Linked DNA regions of Mus musculus: region 2 is linked to region 1. The links are chromatin contacts, called in public promoter capture Hi-C maps. All regions are on one chromosome and are shown on one strand. Each heading gives the region's core, a stretch centred on a gene start, on an enhancer-like site or on the middle of the called end of the contact. The rest is flanking DNA. Distances are from core to core; before and after follow the strand shown.

What was found. Capture Hi-C pulls out chosen DNA fragments and counts their contacts.
Region 2: a promoter capture Hi-C map of adipose tissue shows a contact between it and region 1. The contact joins two enhancer-like sites. A contact is called at or near these places in 3 of 15 datasets of contacts at CTCF or cohesin (the NIH/3T3 cell line and large pre-B cells), 3 of 484 Hi-C or Micro-C datasets (the 3T3-L1 cell line, bone marrow-derived macrophages and hematopoietic stem and progenitor cells), 8 of 115 datasets of contacts at active chromatin or transcription factors (cardiomyocytes, double positive thymocytes, embryonic basal ganglia and 5 more) and 4 of 9 other capture datasets (adipose tissue, embryonic stem cells, liver and 1 more).

The regions. Positions count from the first base shown.
Region 1 is chr15:58,971,806-58,978,583 of GRCm38.p6, forward strand. Mtss1 (MTSS I-BAR domain containing 1) reads right to left here. Exons shown (of 15, transcript NM_144800.2): 4 at 671-755. Among named protein-coding and RNA genes, the nearest start is that of Gm41330, 19 kb to the right of the region's middle. Within about 2 kb of position 2,761, at least 91 of the 459 cell types and tissues checked have an H3K27ac peak or open chromatin away from gene starts, as enhancers often do. A contact at or near this core is called in adipose tissue and hematopoietic stem and progenitor cells, where this site is marked.
Region 2 is chr15:59,245,963-59,252,740 of GRCm38.p6, forward strand. It overlaps Gm36617 (a long non-coding RNA gene), which reads left to right and starts at 245. Exons shown (of 4, transcript XR_875370.3): 1 at 245-395. Within about 2 kb of position 3,114, at least 22 of the 459 cell types and tissues checked have an H3K27ac peak or open chromatin away from gene starts, as enhancers often do. A contact at or near this core is called in adipose tissue and hematopoietic stem and progenitor cells, where this site is marked.

The DNA of each region.
Region 1 (6,778 bases), core at 1,511-4,010:
GTTATAAAGATGAAGTAACTGTGCAACCTGGACACAGAGAAAGATGGAAGAGACCAGGAACAGCCTCAAGCTGCAAGTGCCAGCTTCTAACTGATGGCAGGGAGGAGTTATCTGGGTGCGCCTGTGTACGCTGTGCAGCCCTTCCAAGAGAGAATGGCGGAACAATTATGCTGATCTGCTTGGGACACGAGGGCCATCTGACTCCAAGTCACGGAGCCAGCTCTTGCCATTCCGCTGTATTCTGGGGGCCTAAAAACTGGAAGAGGGCTCTGAGGTACCACTCCCTCTTGGGGGCTCTGTAATTAGCCTGGGGGACAGGGCAGTGGGGAAAGCGGATCTCATTCCTTCCAGAGGCTTCTGTGAGAAGGGAGCCTCAGCAGTGTGTAAATCTCCATGACTGGTGGGCAGTAAGGAGACCCGGGAGGGGCATGTGAAAAATCTGAAGGCAAGGGCAGGCTCCCGAGGGCAGGGGCTGGACTAATAAATAGTTCTTCACTGAGACCCAGTACTGGAGCCATCCCTAGCACACAGCAGCTGACTGAACAGCAGGGGAAAGAATGGGTTGTAAGGGCTTAAACACTACTGGGAGACTGGTGCTGTAAAGGGGAGCATGCCACATCACCGCGTCCCTAACCTAACCCTCTGGGACAGGGCAGGGGATGCTCGTCACCTGGAGAACTGCCTCAGCTTGGCCTCGATGCTCCGGTGCCGCATGCACATTCTGGTGAGAGCTGAGCCGATCTCCCGGGTACCACCTGGCAAAGCAAAGGAGGCCCAGATCAGCAGGAGTCCCAAACCAAGCACACTCACGTGACGCCACCAACCTAAGATGCTGCCTTCAGAACTTCCCATTGCACATGTGTGCATATGCAAACACACGAGTCCAAGACCAAGCACACTCACGTGACGTCGCCAACCTGAGATGCTGCCTTCAGAACTTCCCATTGCACATGTGTGCATATGCAAACACACGATGTCACGTGGTGTGTGTACTACAGTCCTATGTAATGTTTCCTATTCTGAGAGTCCCCGTTCATTTTGTACTTTTGGTTGTGAGTCAGAAATCAAGGCCAGTGACCTGAATTCAACACATGGTGGAGGAAAAGGACTCCTGGAGATTTTGTCTAACGCACACATGCACGCACACACTCACAATTATTGTTCATGAAAGATGACCAAAAATCCCTGACCCCATCCCACCCCATCTGCCCAAACGACCCTCAAAGCTGTTTTGGAAGAGCTAAGGACCACTGTGGTTCATTATTTCAGGGTCCGTGCAATTCTAGGGTAATATAAAGTCATGGTATATTTTCTCATTGGACACTGGTGACCTAGATCTTAGAGTTCCACACGTGTGGGAGGGAGCTAAGGCATGTTTTGATTTTCCCAAGATTCTCTGCATGCCTTCCCTTCGGGCGCACCGCACCCTTCCCCAGATTAGTTTTTAAGGCCTTCTGTCCCTCCCCACTTCTGGAAAAATTCTTGAATCAGAATCTATTGGGATGTGTGGAGAATGGATTGTAACCTCAGATCAGAATTGCATAAGGACCCTGGAAGGCACAGTCAATGATGTTAGGAAAACACACATGCAAAGCTTGTGAAACTGGGTAAGTGTCAAATAAAACACTATTCTCTGGGCAGCAAGAGAAAGCCACAGGAACTTAAGACACAATTAACCAAATCACCAGGGAGGGGAAACCACTCTTATGAAAATCCATGACATTATATGTGTACACCCATGACATGACACATGCTACATGTTGTTCTATCTTCTCTACAGAAATGTTTGTCTGTTGGTTCAGCCCCCCTCGGTTTCCATTTTATTCTGCAAGCTCTGAGCTCATGACAAGCAAATGACGGTAAAGTAGTGACTACTAAGTAGTAATAGTTCGGCTGAGCACGGCGGCACAAGTCATTCACTCAAAGAGCCCGGGAGGCAGAGGCAAGGGGTTCAAAGCCACCACAGCCACTGTGAGTTCAAAGCCAGCTGGGGCTAACCAAATCTGAATGAATGAATGAATGAATGAATGGGTAGCATTTCCACTTTGGAGGCAGAGGGCAGCAGATCCTGTGAGCTGCAGGCCAGCCTGGTCTACACAGCAAGCTCTGGACTTGCCAGGAAGACATAGTGAGACACTGTTCACACACACACACACACACACACACACACACGAGGCTACATTTTCAGGGAGCTCACCCAGTCCATTCAGTCAACAACATGTAGGTCTGGGCCCACACAGAGTCAGTAGCAGGACCCCCATCCAATACTCAGACTTGAGTACTGAAAATTACCTCCAGATTTTCCCAGAAGAATAAAAGTTACACTTCCCTGCTAACCGTTGCTGTAAAAGCTGCAGCAAAAAACCCAAATGTGAACCCAAGGCTGGTCTGACATCTAACTAGTGCCTTGGGTTGCTGAGGATGGAGGCCGGTCAGGAAAGTGCTTGCCTAGCATGTTATGACACATTTGGGCGCCATGAAACGACCATAGTAGCACACACCTATACTCCTCACACTCAAGAGATAGATGCTAGAGAGTCAAAAATTCAGTCTTCTTCAACTATATAGCAAGTTCAAGTCCAGTGTCAGATACATTCAACCCGTCACCCATCCCCACTCCACCCTACCGCACCCCCGGGGAAAAAAAAAAAACAGACAAAAATACAAACAAACAAACAAAACCACCTGGCATTCTACAAAGTGTTTGTGCCTTCCCAGGGATTACCACGAGAGGGCGCTATTCTCACATACTCCAGCTGTCTTCCTATCTGCCTGTTTTTAGCGTGTTTTTTTTTTTTTTTTTTTTATTCCTTGTGAACAAAGGTGAGGAATGAGGACCGCTTTATCCCCCAGGAAAAGATCTCTTTTCCCTGCTCCTTCATTTGATTAAAAGTTAATAACGTGACTACACAGGATATTGGCCCGCTTATTCCCCGCTGCAAGGAAGGCAGACTAAGGCTTTCCTGGGGGGAAATCAGCAGCTATCAAGAAAGGCCCTAAAAATAGCATCCTCTCCTGGACCCAGCAACTCATATACTAAGAACTTAATCTGAGGAAATAATGAAGAAAAACGGCGAATCCTTACCTGGGAGGACAATGATGGAAATGTTTACCACCTCACAAATCCCATTATAATCATCTAGTTAAATGAACCGTGGGGCACAGACACCCAACCGAATAGGATACAGCTATTTAAAAATAGAATTATGTGTCACTTGGGTGCTGCTTAGAGCGTCTAAGTACTTTTCACATATTAAATCAGTCAGTCCTCACAATATTCTCAGTTGTGTTGACAACACTGCGGTGCCCATTTCGGAGACGGGAGAAGTAAGTACTTTAAACAACCTGCCCAAGGTTACAGGATTAGTTAATGCCACTGAAGCAGGAGGAATCGTCCGGGTATGTGCATTCAGCTGTAGTCAGCTATGTGATACTTCAGATAGTCGACAACTAAAAAGACGGCAGGGCCCAGAGGACGCCCGAAGTCCTCATCTAACAGCTACTGTAGGGGGTGGTGTTTGTTCAGCCGGCTCTGAGAGTTTGGTTCTTGAGTCTAGAAGTCTACGAGGTGCTAAATGGGAGTGCAGAGAGCCAGGTGGTGTGACTCTCTTCCTCAGGGCCAACCGCCACTGCCACTTCCGTGTCCTTGAGGAGAGATGAGGGGTTGGAAAGGACCGTGCTGACAGCCAGGCCCTGCGCTCCATTTTTCCATCTTTTCTGTCCTACTATTTCAGTGCCTAACAGAAGCAATCAAGCTATGGGCCGATTCCATGCAGTTTCTGAACGTAACGCCTGTGCCCACCACTGTGCCTCAGCACAGGGAGCCACAGAGAGGCCAGGAAATGAAAAGACATTAAGAAAACTTCCTACCAGCAGTATCTGTGTAACTGGCACAGGGGCAGGAGGCAGAGGACATTCCCTATGGACCCCATAACCCAGTGTTGCTGATACTGGCATGTGTGGGTCACCCTAAAAACAGACCTTTCTGTTAAGTGCTTAGCAACAGCTGATGCTTTCCTGACCTCAGCAGGTTTGAATTGGAGGAAACTGGCTGGAGCTACAGAGTCAGAGGAGACATCTGGAAGAGGGCCAACCTGACAATGGGAGGATTTATGGCATTACACATGGCTGGTTTAGACACCTGGCCACCCTGCAAGGGTGGACAAGACCTTACTTCTTGAATGAGGGAATATTTGTTATTTGGAGGCTGGACCAACAATTCATTTGGGTTGTTTGTTTGTTTGTTTGCTTTATTCCTTAGGGATACGTGTGTGAACACAAGAGACTTGCATCTTTCTCAATTTGTTTTCTGTATTATTTTTTTTTAATTTTTTGACATAAGGTCTTTCACTGAACCAGGAGGCTGACCAATGAGCTCCTTATCCTTAGAGGGGATTAAAAGCAGTGCCACCACACCCACAACAGACCAAGGCACACACTCACACATACGAACTTAAACTCAAATTCTCTCTCTCTCTCTCTCTCTCTCTCTCTCTCTCTCTCTCTCTCTCACACACACACACACACACACACAGAGCAACCCTAGGATGAAGGCACCTTCAATGCACCTCAGCTGGGCTTGCTAATAAGCCACACAGCAGCCGAACAGAACAGAGACCCAAACCCTTCTTTGTTTGACTGATTATCAGGAGACTTCTTCCGGCTATGACAAGTGGCAAACATCCCCACTGAGGACAAAGAGGGGCATTTAGCATCACGGACAGAATACAAATTGTTTATGACTTCTTCTCAGAGGGTGGGAAGGAAGCCCGGAGGGCAAAGGCCAGGAACCACTGTTCCTTCCTCTAAACAGTAGCCCACGTGGCTAAGGCCACTAGGAAGGTGGCTGTCTATCAAGTGGCATTGTCGCATCCCTCCAAGCTGCCTCATTTGCAGGCGGCTCCATCCCCCAGCACAGCAGGGGCTGTATGGGCAGGAGGCCTGGGCCTGCAGTGTGGGCAGGTGGCAGGCACAGACTGAAAGCGGGTTTGTCAGGCTGGATTCTGGGAAGAGCTGAGGAATAGAATTAGGAAGTGCTCTGGCCAAAGTGTAAGTTACTGTGTGTTGTGGCTGTCCTGCCAGAGGCTCCTGCGGTTGGAAGGCTAATTAGGAGCCTGCTGGACGGGAGAATGATAGTCTCAGGAACCTCCCAGAAGCGGGACTCGGCACAGGGCAGCTCTGCAGGGCACAATCTCTCTCCTCTGGACAGGATTATTGTTTACAGCTCAGAGCAGTCTCCCACCCATCTTTTCTTTTAAAACATCATCTTTTGTAGCCTAGGCTAGACTCAAGCTTGCTAAGTAATCAAGGGTGACCTTGAACTCCTAATCTTGCATCCACTTCACAAATGTTGGGACCCCATCAGTCTGGGAATCGCTCAGGGCTTTTCATGTGTACGTAAGCATTCCCAGTTCTAAACGGTCACTCTTCTAAATGCTCACTCTTATGCTCTGAGCATTAAGGGGATGTTTCACCAAGCCCTGGGTCTCTCCATGAGATGATAGGTGTACTCGCCCGCCTCCCCCTAGACAGCCTGAAGTGTCCATCCCATAATCTGTCACCACCAAAGCCATGGAAGCCAGTAAGCCAGCAAAAGAACGGAAGCAAGGTAACGCGCATCCTGCAATGAAGCAAACGATCCACTTGTCATTAAAGAAACACGGACTTAAAAGCACATGGCCGGCATTCTCTACTGCTGATGTAATGCAGAACAAAATACGGGGAAAGACCGAACAATCATGAAAGGGACACAGGAGTCCATGGTGGGCAGGATCTAAGTCAGAAGAGACTCACTACAGAAGGATGATGCGCTTCAGAGCCCCTCCCTCCCACTAGGTGGGATGGCATCCACAAGGGTCTGACTTGTTTCCATTCAAATGCTGACAGCTGTATTCTTTAAGGCAGTATGCTGACTACTGGTGTTTCAATGTTATTCAGACTCTCTCACACCCTAATATCAGCTATAACTTCTAATTTGTGTTTCTTACAAAACATCTGGAGTAATGTAAACTTTTACACCTTTTCTGTGCCTCTCCCCTGTGTGTGTGTGTGTGTGTGTGTGTGTGTGTGTGTGTGTGTGTGTGTGTGTGTGTGTAATAGAACCCCTGGCCCTCATGTATGCTTTTTAAGCTCTCTGCTGCTGAGCTGTGCCCTCGGACCACTCATCCCCCTTCAAGTATTACCTCATGCATACTTTGATGGCAAATGTTTCCGAAAGGAACTTGATCTAATCATATCTTTCTGAACACTCCACTTATCTTGTCGAAGAAGCAAATCTTGATCTTTACACCATCCTCCCAAGACTTCTGTATCTTGCATGCCAGCTACTGAACAACAGTCGTACAACTGGCACATACAGGTTTGGGAGTTTGGGGACTCTTTGTTGGGCTTGCAACTCAGGTGGGAGAAGCTGAGACACACTAGCAAAGCCTCAAGTGCACAAAAGGTGGCAATAGTGTATTTTATAGAGAGAGTAAGGAACCATAGCCACACCAGGGCCAATTATGCAGGGCCAAGCCCTCAGAAGGAGGAAGACGGGGCAATTAGCTCTGGTCAGGCTGCTGCATGTCCATTAGAAGGCACCAGCAGATCTGTAAGCAGCCTGTCTCCCCCTGCATGTGATATTACTCTTCTCCAAGGAGCTGGAAAACCTGGGCGTCTAGGAAGGGAAATGGACAGGTGGGGTTGGTTCCTAAGAAAGTCAGAATCGTTCCTTCAGGCCACATTATCTGCTGTGCCCACTGGAAAAAGAGTCCCTGACAGCCATTCATTCACCGAG
Region 2 (6,778 bases), core at 1,864-4,363, 270 kb after region 1:
CATTAAGAAACAGTACTCAAAAAAGAAAGGTCTACAAGCTTTTCCTCTGCAGTGCCTCTGGTTACCTTTGAAGAGCCAAGATGGGTTGGTTCTCTGCAGAGAGTGTGTGGGAGCCCAGCTGGCTTCCTGTGTCTCAACAATTGGGAGTAGGCTGAACGCAGGGATCTTGTCAACAGCAGGAAATCCCTTTTCAAACAAGAGTTGAAGGGACATCCAAGGTCAGAGCTTGGCAGGCAAGCGCTTGGCCACCAAGACTGTAACACACACTGTATTAAGAAGGCTCAGGCAGAAGTGGGTCCCAGGCAAAGAGCCTCAAAGACCAGAGATGAACCAGAGAGCTGCGCCTAAAGGAGCCTGTGGTGTGTGTTCAAACCCAAGTTAGTGAATCTCTGTGGGTGAGTAAATGGTAGTGAGAACTGGGCCCATTTCACAAGGCTTGGAGGGTGGGGAGAGCTGAAATGGTGCAAGGGCCAAAGAGCAGGAACTCTGGCCTGGGCCGAGACAAGGGAGGAATTGGTAGAGAAACTAAAGATATGGAAGAATTTGACAAACACTGGTAAAGTTCACAGGTCAGTCACTGGACCACAGGAATCAGAAACTGGACAATAGTGTCCAGCTTTCCTAAGTTTTAGGGCCAGCTTGGCAACCTGGGTCAGGTTGACTGTAGTACTTGTAGGCTGTTCACTGGTGAAGTTTAAAATGCAGAGACCTCCAAGCTCAACCACCAATACATTAAGGAGTCTCAGGTTCAGATTCACAAGGACAAGGGTTCAAGTCCCTGCCCTGTGACTGAGTAGCCAGATGAATTTGATCAAGTTGTTCCCAGGGCTTTGTTTTCTCACCTGTAAATGAATACAACAATGCTTAGCAGGGTGCCTGGGAGGCAGCAGAGTAGCTGATAAATCTGAGTGACTTTGCCCATAACTTTACACCAGTTTCATACTAGGATGTTTATCTCCCTCAGAGCTTAACACTCTCGCTTCTCAGTCTTGAGGTTAAGATCCGGTGTAGACCTGAAGTGCACAGCTCGTGATTGTACACATGATAAAAGAATCAGCAACCAAGAGTCATCTAGTGTGTCTCAGATGCAGACACTGTCTTGGGTTGTAAATGAGAGCAAGCCATGTAGCTCCATCATCCCCACGCCTTCCCCTTTTCAACTCTTTTAATGAGACAGTGTCAGGAAGGACCACATAATCACACTTGAAAGGACTTGTAAACAATGTTTAGGCCTATTTCTTTAATGCCAAAAAATATTCTTGTTGCACTTTAAAATATCAAAATGTTTCATATTGGCGTAACATGTAGTTCCTACTACCCCACTTTAAGCTCCAGGTGGACCATCACCCCGGCCCAGGTTCCCTCGCATCCACGGATGAAATAGACACACACAGACATTAGCTCATTTTTTATATGCTTTATTTTAGCTCAGTGGCCGGGCTTTTCTAAGCCTTCCTTGGCTGTCACGCTCTTCTTTTCACTCCCATCTCAATATCTCTAAGTCTTTCCTCAGTTTAAGTTGCTCAGTTAACTTTAGTCCTAACTCAGCACCCTAAATCTGCCCTCAGCTTAGTTGTGTTTCTGATCTTCCACCTGCTATCCCAGGCCCAGTCGGAGAAGTGGCCAATGGCCACCCCACCCTAGACCTCACATGGCTGGTGACTCTTTCTCCCTCCAAAGCCTGGTGAGTCCTTTCTTCTCTCCTGAGTCTGCTAGCCTGCCTGCGGGAACCTGAAAGTCACACCTATTCCACCCAACCATTAGCCGCTAGCGTCTTTATTGATCGATCAAGAACCAACTGGGGAGCAGAACCTTCAGTGTTCCCAGGCAGATTCAAAGCATCAGAAACACACCCTACATATTGGAAGAAAGTATTTCCTATTTTGTTTTCTTATAGGTTGTCTAAATGTTATTAAGTTGGTATAGCCTCTGATATGATCAATGCCACATCAGGTAATAGATACAATGTCCGGCTTTTTTTTCTCTCTTGCTTTGGACTGCTACAAGACCAGTCAAGATACCAACATTCTAAGGTGCTTGCTGCTCACCACCTCAAGACTTATGTGTCCCTGAAGCTGAAAGCTGGCCTGAGTGTCTTGGCTCACAGACTTAGAAACCTGAAACCATTATGTCAAGCCAGGGTGGCTTGCACCTGAGGGCTGTGTACCTCTTCAATTTGTTTGGTAGAATTCAGTTCCTTGCAGTCGTAGAACTGAGGGCCTCAGCACCCAGAGGTGGGTTGATTTCCTCAAGATCAACAGAGGGTATATCACCTGCTCTAAATTCCTGTGTCACCTTTGGTTGGCTCCTCTCACTGGTCCACCCTCTCCCAGGATAATCCTTTTTCCTGATCTCACAGTCTTTTTATTTGGGCTTTGCATACGATTCCTTCAGCTTTGCCCCATACACAAGGAATGATCATTTTAGAATTCTGAATTTATGGTGGTTTCTAGTTTCCATTCATGGCCTCCTACTCCATCTTAGGGCTGCATCCCAAGATGCCCATCTCCTTTGTAAAGCTGTGAGACACTGCTCACTAGGAGAAGCGGAACTTGATAATGCCAACTTCTGTAAATTCCTGGCTGATAGATCTTGGTGTGTGTATATGTGCACGCACGCACACACACACACAAACACACACACACATGCATGGCCTTCTGTGAGTTCCTCAAGAGTAACTGTGAGTTACTCAAGAGAGAGGTCAGTAGCTTGTTCTCAGTTTGATTTTTATTGCCTGGCATACAGCTCTATTCATAGCAGCCTCTTAACGAGATGGGTAAATGGAAGGAAGGAAGGAAGGAAGGAAGGAAGAAAGGACATTCATTCAACTTTGCTTAACTTCCTCCATGTACTCAGAATTAAATAGCTTTTCTTTAATTAGCAATTTTTTTTGAGCAGTCAGCTAGTTGGTCGATTTCATTGATTTGTTAGTTAAAATCCAAAGCTGCCACCTCTCCCTAACCCCACCCCCTTCACCTTCGTAAGACCATCTGGTTTAATGGAAAGGAAAGGAAAACTTGAGGAAATTAAGTAAATGACGTCAGGGCCTGAGCGGAAGCAGATATGCTAGGGGCTGTTCTTGTCAGCTTGTAACCAGAGAGACATAAATACACATTAGGGGAGAGGAAATTCAAAACAGATCAGGGAAGGAGAGCATGGCTGAGGCATTGAAAAACAGTAAACTCAGAACCTGCGGGGGGGGGGGGGGGGCGAGGCGGCAGCAGGCTGTGACCCTAATGAGTCAGGTCTCATTGGCTGTTATTGTTTGAATGACGTGAATTGTCATAAGTCCCACCCATTCTTGGTAGCACAATTGACTTTTTGAGGGGTGAGGTTTAGGGTTAGAGTGCCTTCTTTTGCTATTTGTCATCTTAATCTTTTGAGAGGAGTCGCTTTTCTTCTAAGTGAGCCCGTCTCCACTCCAATGTCCCGGTTTTTGTGCTAAAAAATTCTCAAGACATTTAAGAAACAAAATATCTGATTCTTGCTTTTCTCTAAGACTGCCATGGCCACTTAAATTGACCAAAAAGGTATGGCTTTCCTCTTAAAGACAAAGTTAGCACACAGATGGTTATTTTGAGTTCAGGAAAGTGACTTCCTTTGCCCATGACAACTTATAGACATACACCTCAAAGTCCCTTTAACTGATCTCGGAGGCAAGGCAGGTCTGTAAGCTGTGCTTCAAGAAACTCCAAGGATTCTGAGACTAGCTAGCATTTTACAAAGGACAATTACAAATTTCTCCTGGGATTCCCAGCAGTGGCTATTTAATTCCAAACCAGAGAGACAGGCTATATGACTGAAGGCAAAAGCCCAGAGCCTGGCTGCCACACTGCTCCCAAGAATATAAAACACAGGAAGAGGAGATTGAAAGGTAGCTTGAACATCAGGACTAATCTTCATACTGATCTTTCTTTCATCTTTTGGCATTTAACTCAGTCTGGCCTCGAACCCCTAATCCTCCTACTTCTGCCTTCCAAGAGCTGGGATTACAAGCATGCACCACTACACCCTAGACCCGTACAATTCCCCCAGCTTTGTGCAGCTGCCAGGTACCTCAACATGTTCCAACTGCTTTGTTGTCTGTTCCCATCTGGAGACCACCAACTGCTTCCTGCTCTTAATGAACTCCCAGGGAGAGAGGTGGCCACTTACCTTTTTCTTGCTGTGCTTGGACTGGGCATGCAGTCCCTGCTTCCCGAACAAGGCCCTTGCCTCCATGTAATATGCTTTTAGACAGGAGAAAGGCTTGCGTATTTTAGACTTCTTGGAAGTTTACTAGACCACACGAGTACTTGGGCTCCATTTCCCTGAATTATTGGGCCCATTGTCACAGTACGGGACTAGCCACAGAGTGGGCAGTGAGGTTAGGAGGATGTCCGTCCTCAGCCAGCTTCCGGTGCTAAAGAAAGGCCTTTCTAGGATGAGGCCACCATTGACACCCGAGTTCTAGTACTCGGCAGGACTTAATTGAAGGAATAAGCAGGGGCCTCGTGATAAATGAGATAAAATGTGGTCCCTGCCTGAAGGCGGCACAGTCTCCTCTTGTCAGGTCGCCAAACCCAAACCTGCTGTGCGCCGTCTTTGGCTGCTAGGCCAAAGGTTTGCGATACCCTGTCTAAGTAGCTTTCTGAACAGACCCACTGTGCCCCTTTCCCTCCATGTGACCTTAGATGGTGCTTGGATCTATCCCCCAAGGCCAGCTTTGCCTACTTGTGACTTCGGACAACTCTTTTGCCCTCTCTGAGCCTCAGATGAAGCCTTCATTTGTAAAATGGAGATAATGTCCACACAAGGACCTCGGTGTGTGAGGCTTGGGTGAGATTCCGTATTATGCGCATTTGCTTCTCTAGCACACACGAAGAGGTGGGGGCAGACCCCCTAAGCTGCCTGTGTGATCAAGGCCACAGTAAATGTAGCCTGGGCACCTAACCTGGGCACGGTAAATGTCAGAAAGCTCTGGGCGTCAGTTTGCACATGTGATTCCCCTTCTCCTAGCCCACCCCTGAATTTCTCTCATTTCAAAGCCTAGCAGCTTCCCCGGTTCCGAATCCCATATCTGCTCGTGGGACTTAACACATCCAGCTTCTCAGGTTTAGACAAAGATTCTCAGTTGTCCTGCGACCTCTTATAGCTCTTGGCCCACCTCTCTCAAGAGGCATCTAGACTTCACTTACTACCCCATACCTCAGTTCCCAGTGGGCTTAGGGCGCTGCACTCTCCAGTGGAGTTGAGGACTGTCAACATAAAGCCCACTAGAATCTGGTGGGAGGTGGGGACTCTGCCCATGGCGGCCTTGATGAAGTCTAATCAGAGGTCAAGATTCTTAGATGCTCTTTTTAAAAAAAACTATAATGTTCCCCTAAGTCCCATCTGACCAGGCTCAGTACATGTATTCCCTTCTCAAAGGAGCCATATAGATTCAGAGTTATAAGCTAAGGCACCCCTCCCCTCGTTATCTCAGGAAATATTCCATTTATTATCATTTCTACTTGTGTGCTTAATGGTTTGTTCACTGTTTTTTTTTCCCCCTTATTTTTATTAGGCTGTGTATAAGAGATGTTCCAAAAGAAGTGACGAGGTAGGGGGTGGGTTCTGCATCCCTTTCATTTTAGGGCTGGAGTCAAAAGTTGCTCATGTAGGGAGAGACATTTTCTTCAGTGGTGTAGCCATTAGTAAGTTGCTCATGTTCTTGTAAATAACCCCTCATTAACATTCCTTGTTGTAACCCTAATTAAACACATTGTTTCATTAAAGAAAAAAAAAGTCTCACTATCTTCTCAGTCACATGACCAAATGCAACTAGTTATATGGTACTCTGGAAAATGTGTGCTTTTCTTCTGGGCATTTATGCAGCCAACTAAAAATTAGAGCTTTCACCGTGATGGGTGGTGATGGATTCTGAGGACCAACTAATGGATTCCGTTTGAGTGTAAGTAACATTGTTGAGCCTTCAAGCATTCAAACATTAGTATGAGTGTTTGGTCTGCGGCGATGTGGTGGTGGCTTAGAGTAGATGGTTGGGTGAAGCTTTAGAGAAGTGGGGGTAGGTGTGATGTGTGAGTTGGAGGTAGATCAACAGATAACCACACAAGCACCTGTGATTGACCAGCGAGGCATGCCCCAGTCACACCAGCGGGAGCTTTCTTCCTATCTTCTTTACCCTTCTCAGGCATTTATTTCTTAACCACCCAGCTAAGTCCTAACCCACTCAGGTTGGAAATCAATGTAGGCAAATCCGATTTGCACCTGTTCCATAATACCATTTAACCAGCTGAAGACACCTGAGTGGCACTCTTCTCTGTAAGCAGGCAGTGGGCTGAGAATGCATGGGCCGGGCATAGTTCCTGAAGGAGTCATAAACTGTAGCTCTTCCACTGCTGGGTCCTTTCCTTTGCCAGACAGACCTGTTATCCATCTCTGTTTGGTAGGAGAAGATGCAAATCAGGTTATCTGGAAAAGAATCATGGTTTCTAAGAGACAGACAGCTGTCACCTGCCAACCTTCTACTCATTAATTCCACTAATTTTGGTGGCGCCCTCTCTTCACTACCTTTTCCCCAGGAAACATGCTCTTCTTCCTGGATTAGACAGGCTATGTGGTCGTGGCTTATCTTCAGAAGCCCAGTGCAAATGTCACCTCTTCTCTGAGACATTTCTGAGCCTCCACCCTCAAAGGCTGGAAGAAAGGCCCCTTCTTTTTCCATCCCCGTGCTTCCTGCTCCTGCTTCTGCTACAGCTTGTCAGGCAGCAAGGAGGAGGTTGCCCTGTCCAGCCCA